Linked DNA regions of Gossypium hirsutum: region 2 is linked to region 1. Evidence: chromatin contacts called from public Hi-C data. All regions are on one chromosome and are shown on one strand. The core of a region is the stretch at or near the end of the contact, and the rest is flanking DNA. Distances in the headings are between cores, read along the strand shown. Region 1 holds the start of LOC107955084 (cancer-related nucleoside-triphosphatase). Region 2 holds the start of LOC107954784 (54S ribosomal protein L19, mitochondrial).

Evidence for each region. Hi-C and Micro-C count contacts between places; a contact is called where the count stands out from the background.
Region 2: a contact with region 1 is called in a Hi-C map of leaf, with 1.7 times the contacts expected there. The contact joins the promoter of LOC107954784 here to the promoter of LOC107955084 in region 1. A contact is called at or near these places in 3 of 34 Hi-C or Micro-C datasets (all in leaf).

Annotation. Positions count from the first base shown.
Region 1 is chrD07:39,499,835-39,503,354 of Gossypium_hirsutum_v2.1, reverse strand. It overlaps LOC107955084 (cancer-related nucleoside-triphosphatase), which reads right to left and starts at 1,623. Exons shown (of 4, transcript XM_016890798.2): 1 at 1,472-1,623; 2 at 1,098-1,361; 3 at 702-858; 4 at 113-481. The coding sequence starts at 1,564. The coding sequence ends at 366.
Region 2 is chrD07:39,757,174-39,760,729 of Gossypium_hirsutum_v2.1, reverse strand. It overlaps LOC107954784 (54S ribosomal protein L19, mitochondrial), which reads left to right and starts at 1,989. Exons shown (of 1, transcript XM_016890456.2): 1 at 1,989-2,769. The coding sequence starts at 2,115. The coding sequence ends at 2,582. LOC107954781 (exosome complex exonuclease RRP44 homolog A) reads right to left here and starts at 1,635. Exons shown (of 24, transcript XM_016890453.2): 1 at 1,368-1,635; 2 at 1,067-1,207; 3 at 790-947; 4 at 609-664; 5 at 407-529; 6 at 115-251; 7 at 1-3. The coding sequence starts at 1,421.

The DNA of each region.
Region 1 (3,520 bases), core at 374-2,873:
TTGAAAAGCATTACAGCCACATTCTCAGACAACAAAATTGTCATCAAATATGTTGGCTGGTTGAAAATATATTCTATGATACAGCTAGGAGACCATAGGGAACCGCAAAATATAAAGAAATCAGCAGATAGGAAAAATATATATTAAGCCACTGCAAGCATATACAAAATGTGAGAACAAAGATAAACCGCAAAATATAAAGAAATCAGCAGATAGGAAAAATATATCTTAAGCCACTGCAAGCATGTACAAAATGTGAGAACAAAGATAAACCAGGAGTGCAATACATGACATACCATCCATCACTCGTAGGGTGAACCAGATTCATCATTCGACAAGTTTTAACCTATAGCCTAGTCCAGTATCTAAGGTTTAAGAAGCATACCCGCCAACTGAGGGTAGATTCTATCTTTCATCGCATCCCTGTTGCTTTTATCCAAAGTCAAAATGGTTGCACCTGGATGATTCTTCAACCTTACAACTGCACAAATTCACACACAGCCCTGCAAATTTAGTTATAAAGGGCAAAAGGATTTGCATTTCAGAAGCAAAGTCTAGGAGATACTTTAAAGAATAATAATAGTCCAGGTCTTCCATGGTTTCAAATTAAACCAAATGGGAACATGATTAAAAAGAAGGATCTGCACGATCACTACATTCTCTTAACAAAAGAAAATATGAACCCCTAGAGAAAATTTTACCTGCAGGTATATCTTTGCCAAATTTTGGTATGGGGACAGTGGCGAGAAGAGGAATATTGGATTGAAGAATATTTAGAATGGCTGGAAAGAAGTACGAACTGAACAACTCCATTTTACCAACTTCATCAACAATGAAGAGACCAGTATCTTCTCTGATCTGCTAACAGATAGCAGAATATAGCCTTCAACAATAACCTTTATACACAAATGAAATGAGAATGCCATGCTCAACTTAAACAGTTAATGCCAAGTTCCTAACCCAACAGATTAGACCCTATAACTAATAGTAGCACATTACAGTTCTAATTTGGTGTAATAAAGATGATAAAATTTCTTGGGTATGGGGCATAAATGATAAAAACCCTCAAAGCATCCAGAAAGAAGAGCTTATGTTACCTTCAATTCAGGCAATACCAATGATTCAAACGATGCAATATCCACTTTATATTTCCCAACAGCAGGCCATTGTCGAGATTCCGGGTTGGAAATAGTGGAGCTGGCGAGGCGAGCTCTGCGACCATCCAAGGTGACCACTTCAAACCCAACCCTCTCACCGCCCTGTCTAATCTCTTGAGAGAAGAAACCCTGAAGCATGATGTTGGGGTTAGAGAGCTTCAGATTCTCGCATATTCTCATAATCAGAGTGGTTTTACCCACGCCCTGCTCATTTAGTAATCCCATTTCAAATTTCTCAAGATTGCCAAATGGAAACTCATTCTTAATTTTTATTTTTCAGTAACGGTAAAAGAAATAGCAATCGCAATACTTACAGGAGGGCCGGTGACGAGGATGCATTTTCCGACACCTGCCATTGTCCCACTCTCAACGGAACCGTGAGCGGCAGATACAGAACCGAACTCCATTGCTATTGTTATTGGTATATACTAATGGAGTAAAACAGTTTCTGGTTCAAGTCATGGACTAACTCGTAAAATTTTTAATCAATTTGTTGGGCCACGGTCCATGGGCCGAATGCCCGGGCCACGCTCAGAAATTCTAGAGTTTGATCAGTCCCCATCTTTCCGTTCCTTCCGTTTATTTATTTGAATTAAAGTTGTTCATGGCCGGTGACTAGAGCTGCTCATGGGCCGGGCCGGGTTCAGGCCGGGCTCAGAAAAAATTTCAGCCCGGGTCCTAGTCCCAGGCCTGGTCCGAAATATGGGCCTAGAATTTTGCCCAAGCCCGGCCCGGGAAAAATTCATAAGCCCGAGCCCGACCCAACCCGGCCCGGCTCGTTTTTTAAATAAATATCAAAAATTTATTTTAAAAATTAAAAAAAAATTATTTTAAAATTAAAAAATTTTTAAAAAAAGTATTTTAAAAGTATTTTAAAATTAAAAAAATAAAAATATTTATTATATTCGGGCCGGGCCGGGCTCGGGCCAAAAAAGTGGTTCCCGAGGCCCGGCCCATTTTTTAATCGGGCCTCATTTTTTTGCCCAAGCCCATATTTCGTGCCTATATTTTTACCCAAACCCTCCCATATTTCAGGCGGGCCGTCGGGCCGGGCCGGGCCGCCCGGCCCATGAGCACCTCTACCGGTGACCCAGTCCGGCTCAAAAACTCGCTTAAAATTTAGGTGGATTTGAGTAAAAATATAAATTTAAAAAATAGGCTTAAGAAAAAAATAAGATCCATTTAGAAATGGGCCAAGTCTCGGGTAAAGTTTTGACCCGAGCTTGACCCAGCTCAATCCTAATTTGCAATAAAAAATCATGTTGTTTTCCCACTTTTTATTACTGTTTTGCTACCATTTCACCATTATGTTGCTACTATTTTTGTTGTTAAATTTGTTATTATTTTAGAGGTATTTGATTGTTAAGTTGCACTTATATTAATGTTACTTAAGGATAAAGAATTTTTTAAATTTATTTTCAATTTTGTTGAGAAACATTTATTTTAATATTTTTAATATATTTTTAAAATTTTATATAAAAAATAACAAAACTAATACGACCAGGCCGAGCTCGGGTTTTAGCATTTTTTATCTAGACTGAGCTTGAGAAAAAAATTTAGGCTCATTTTTTGGGTTAGGTCAAGGCCTATCAATCGGGCCTAAAATTTTGTTAGGGTCCAGCCCTACCCATGAACAACTCTAATTTTAATCGAAAATCCGAAATACATTCTCATTCTTGTAACTTGTAAGGGTAACTACAAGAATAGTCACCCAATTATTCTTTTAATCATTTTTTGGTCACTCAATTATTATTATTTTTTGATTTAGTTACTCAACTTTTTGAAATTAAAAATTTTAGTTGCTCCCCCATTAGTTGTCATTTGATAAGTGACAAAAAGCTAATGTGGGCTTTTTTATTAGCCTAATAACAAATTTAGCCATCCAATGTTTACGTATTCTATCAATTTGAATCTAAATCTAAAAAATTCAAAAAAATTAATCCTCAACATTTATAAAATTTGTTGATTTAATTTTAATTCTAAAAAGTTTCAAAACAGGAAAGATATTAAAATTTTCATTTTTGGATAATAAAAATTATTTTAAAGTCTAAAAAGTATAAATGGATTATAAATAAAAAACCAAAATATATGTATTAAAAATACAAAAAAAAAGAGTATATATATAAAATGATTTTAAAAGAAATAAACATGAAATAGATTGAGGAGTATTAGAGAGAGATGAAATTGGACTTCCCCATAGAACATGGAATCGACAAGTTATCTCCCTTGGTTTAGTTTAGCTCGATTTTCAATTCCTCGACTAAATTTTCTAGGACTTTAGTTGTTTAATCAATGTACTTGGACTACCCGAGTTTGAAAGTTATTGATGACATGTCCAAGTTCAAAAAAAACTTTTCTAAGTT
Region 2 (3,556 bases), core at 740-3,239, 260 kb before region 1:
ATGCTAAACAAAGAAAAGATTAAGCCTTAGAGAACCAATTTGTTTCATGGGAACAAATCTTAACCAAATTCATTGTTTACAATTAACAATGGCAAACAGCATTAGCAAACATACTTCTTGATAAACAACTTGTCTCTTGGAAGGTCTCAAATCTTCAACTTCTACCATGACAGTATCTTCAGATTCGGATGCAGGTTGAACAAGCAGGTCAAGCAACTCCGGTTGACCCAATGATTTTACATAGGACTGAACTGAAACAAGTTGGCCATTGAACAGTTAGCATACCACATGAATAATCCTAATGATTTGCAAATAGAGGTGGTATTAAATAATTAGTGGTAACTGGTAAGCCAATATATAAAATATCAAGTTGATAGAAGTTCCTAAGCAAGTAGAGTGTGCATACTTGTGTCAGCAGAAATGCCCTCTTCGCCAGCCGTCCTCTTATTGTCTCTGTCATTGGTTATAAGTAAAACTGTTGCTGCAGTACCAAGATGAGTTTGATACCATCGAGTAGCCACCCGAATTGCTGAAGAACAACAGAACGTAGTAAACAAGCTGAATTTCAGAAGCAAATGCTTAGAGAGATATTAAAGTGCAAATCTAACCTCTGTCATTGTAATCATTTGGAGTTTCACCATCCATGCGCTTTACAAATGTGTCTCTGTTAACAAAAAGAAAGAAAATAGTGGATATAAGAGGCTGAAAATAAAATCATTTTATTTGCAGCTGTCAGTGAAAAGTAGAGAATTTGATAGGAAATGAATGGCGAGGAATGAGAAAACCAACTTATGGAACTGGTTACTGAAAACATAGAACTTGCGGAGAGGATTGGTGGAAAGAGCTCTAATTCTATTGTAAACGGCCATGTTCTTGTTCTTAACTTCATCCAGCACCACAGATAGCAGCACCGCATTGTCGATGGCAGAGTTCTCAAGCAAGTCGATCTTATAACATATATTAATAATAGTAATAGTAATAATGAAAATGAAACGTTAAAATTTGAGAACACAATTAAAGAATTCAGTATAATTATATTGAAGCCAAAAGAGAAAAAGAAAAAAACCTGATGAAGAAGGACATTGGTATCAAGAATGAGAAGGGGAGAAGCAACATCCAAAGGAGCACGTGACGTGGAAGTGTCACACGTTTTACAAGCAGCAGCTCCACAGTAAATGTCGTCTCTTAGATATATTTCTCTAACTTCCTGTCCCATCCCCATCCCCATGCCACAAGCAATTGAAATACATTCCATTATCATCATTATAAACTAAAGTAAATACCTCTGTTACTTAGTTAGGGTTTCAAAATCTTTTCCTTTTTTATATGTAATAAATTAAAACAAAAAGGAGGAGAGGAATCGGAACCTTCTTAATTCTGCCGGCCTTGGTCTTCCTGCTGAACGTGTTGCTCTTCAACATCTTCTCTTCTCTTCTTCGCTGAAGATTTCTGCCTCCAAATGCTTAGCCCTTATCTTTAAACTTGAAGTGGGAGTGTGGAGGCAGCAAAGAATCAAATTACTAGCTAAAGATATAAATTATTGAAAAATTAAACAGAACCGAGTGAACGCCTTCTTCTTCTTCAGTTCTTCTTCTGCCATTTAAAACCTAATAATTGCCCAACCCAGCCCAGCCCAATTACTTACCTATTCCTTTTTTGGTTAATTGCATCAAGACACCCCTAAATTATATTCTAAATTATACTTCAAATGTTATAATTAAGTCCTTAAAGTATTAATATCGTATCAATCAGGTACTTAGGCATTAAATGCTAGCTCGAATATAACATGTGAATTAAATATTGAATATATATGGCTTAGTTATTATAACTATTACAAAGAAAGAAATAGTCCTAAATTTTAATATTTAAATGTTTAAAATTTGATTTGTCTATTTAATATCATAAGTAAATAAAAGGACTTGATTGATATAATATGATACCATGAGCACTCAATTAGATGGGTTTAAAATTTGGAATCAAAGTAATTAACCAAAAGTAAAAATAATACCTTTCAATTTGCCATTTACTATTTGCACCCATTTATGTAATTTTTCCAAGCCCAACATCGTTGGGAAAGAGAAAAAACAGTAGGGTAAGCAAAATCAAAGAGAGGCATGTCGACCCTGAAAGAAATCCTAACCCGCCGTCCAGTGGCGGCCACCATCAGGCTGACTGTACCGGCGGGAGGAGCACGACCCGCACCCCCAGTAGGTCCAGCCCTGGGTCAGTACCGACTTAATCTAATGGCCTTCTGCAAGGACTTCAACGCCCGAACCCAAAAGTACAAGCCAGACACCCCCATGTCTGTCACTATCACCGCCTTCAAAGACAACACCTTTGAGTTCACTGTCAAGTCTCCATCCGTCACCTGGTACTTGAAGAAGGCAGCGGGTATCGAGTCCGGAAGCAGCCGGCCTGGCCACGTGGTCGCCACCACTTTGTCCGTCAGACATATTTACGAGATTGCCAAGATTAAGCAATCCGATCCCTATTGTCAGTACATGTCCCTGGAGAGTATTTGTAAGTCCATTATTGGGACTGCTAATACCATGGGGATTAAGGTGGTGAAGGACTTGGATTAGATTCTTCATTTACTCTTCAATCTAAAAAAAATGGTAATGTTCTTCTTAGCTTTTGGATATGATGCATCTTAGCTGTTCGACATATTGTCTGTGCTGAAAAACCTTGAAACGTTTTTGTTGGATGAATTTCTGCAACTTTCAAACATTATATTAATTCACTGCATCACTTCTCAGTTGTTGTTTTCAATATCCAAAATTTTCAAGTAAATTATATACTCCTAGTTGCATTATACTTTGATCATTACATGTCTGTACTCCTAAGCTAGGCTACTCGAATTTGGTGTAAATGTCAGATATATGTATTAGACATTTCTAAAGTTTTGGGACACAATGGCTTGTATGTATGATGAGAAAAATATAAAATTGGAGTCGTATGGTTACATTAAACTTGAGTTGGAGAGTTTCACCGTTGTCAACCATAGAAGCCAAACTTAATGTAAAATCGCTTCTTTCAAGACTTGCATCCTTATGCTCATGAGCAAATTCACTTTTTAACACTAGACCAGACCAGAAATCAGCCCAAGCAACCTTCCAGCCTTGAAAGCTCCTAAATTTCACTTCACCCACTCTCAATCCTCTTACAACTGCTCCAAAAATACCCATGTTCTTAAACAATTTTCTATTCGATGCTGCACCTTCTTGTTAAGGAAGATGATGATTTGGCTAGGGCTTTTATTGTTTGCCTATGTTTTTAAACTTTTGTAAGTCATCAAATCTAGCACTGTAGTGTAAAACCAGACACACTGGCCTATGACGCTTTGATTCATGCTCTATAAAAATTCTCTGCAATGCTGGTGTCATTTAGCTGAAGCCTTGTAAAGAAAGTTGAGAGCAAGGGAGGTGTTTGTTTGAGAAGGGTTATTATTGAATAGCTAAGGTGAAAGTGGAGCAAAACTGCCTCCCAAATGCTGACAGTTACAATATAATAATAATCTGTTAGTGTGGCATGTTCGATTGTGGTGTAGAGATATTCA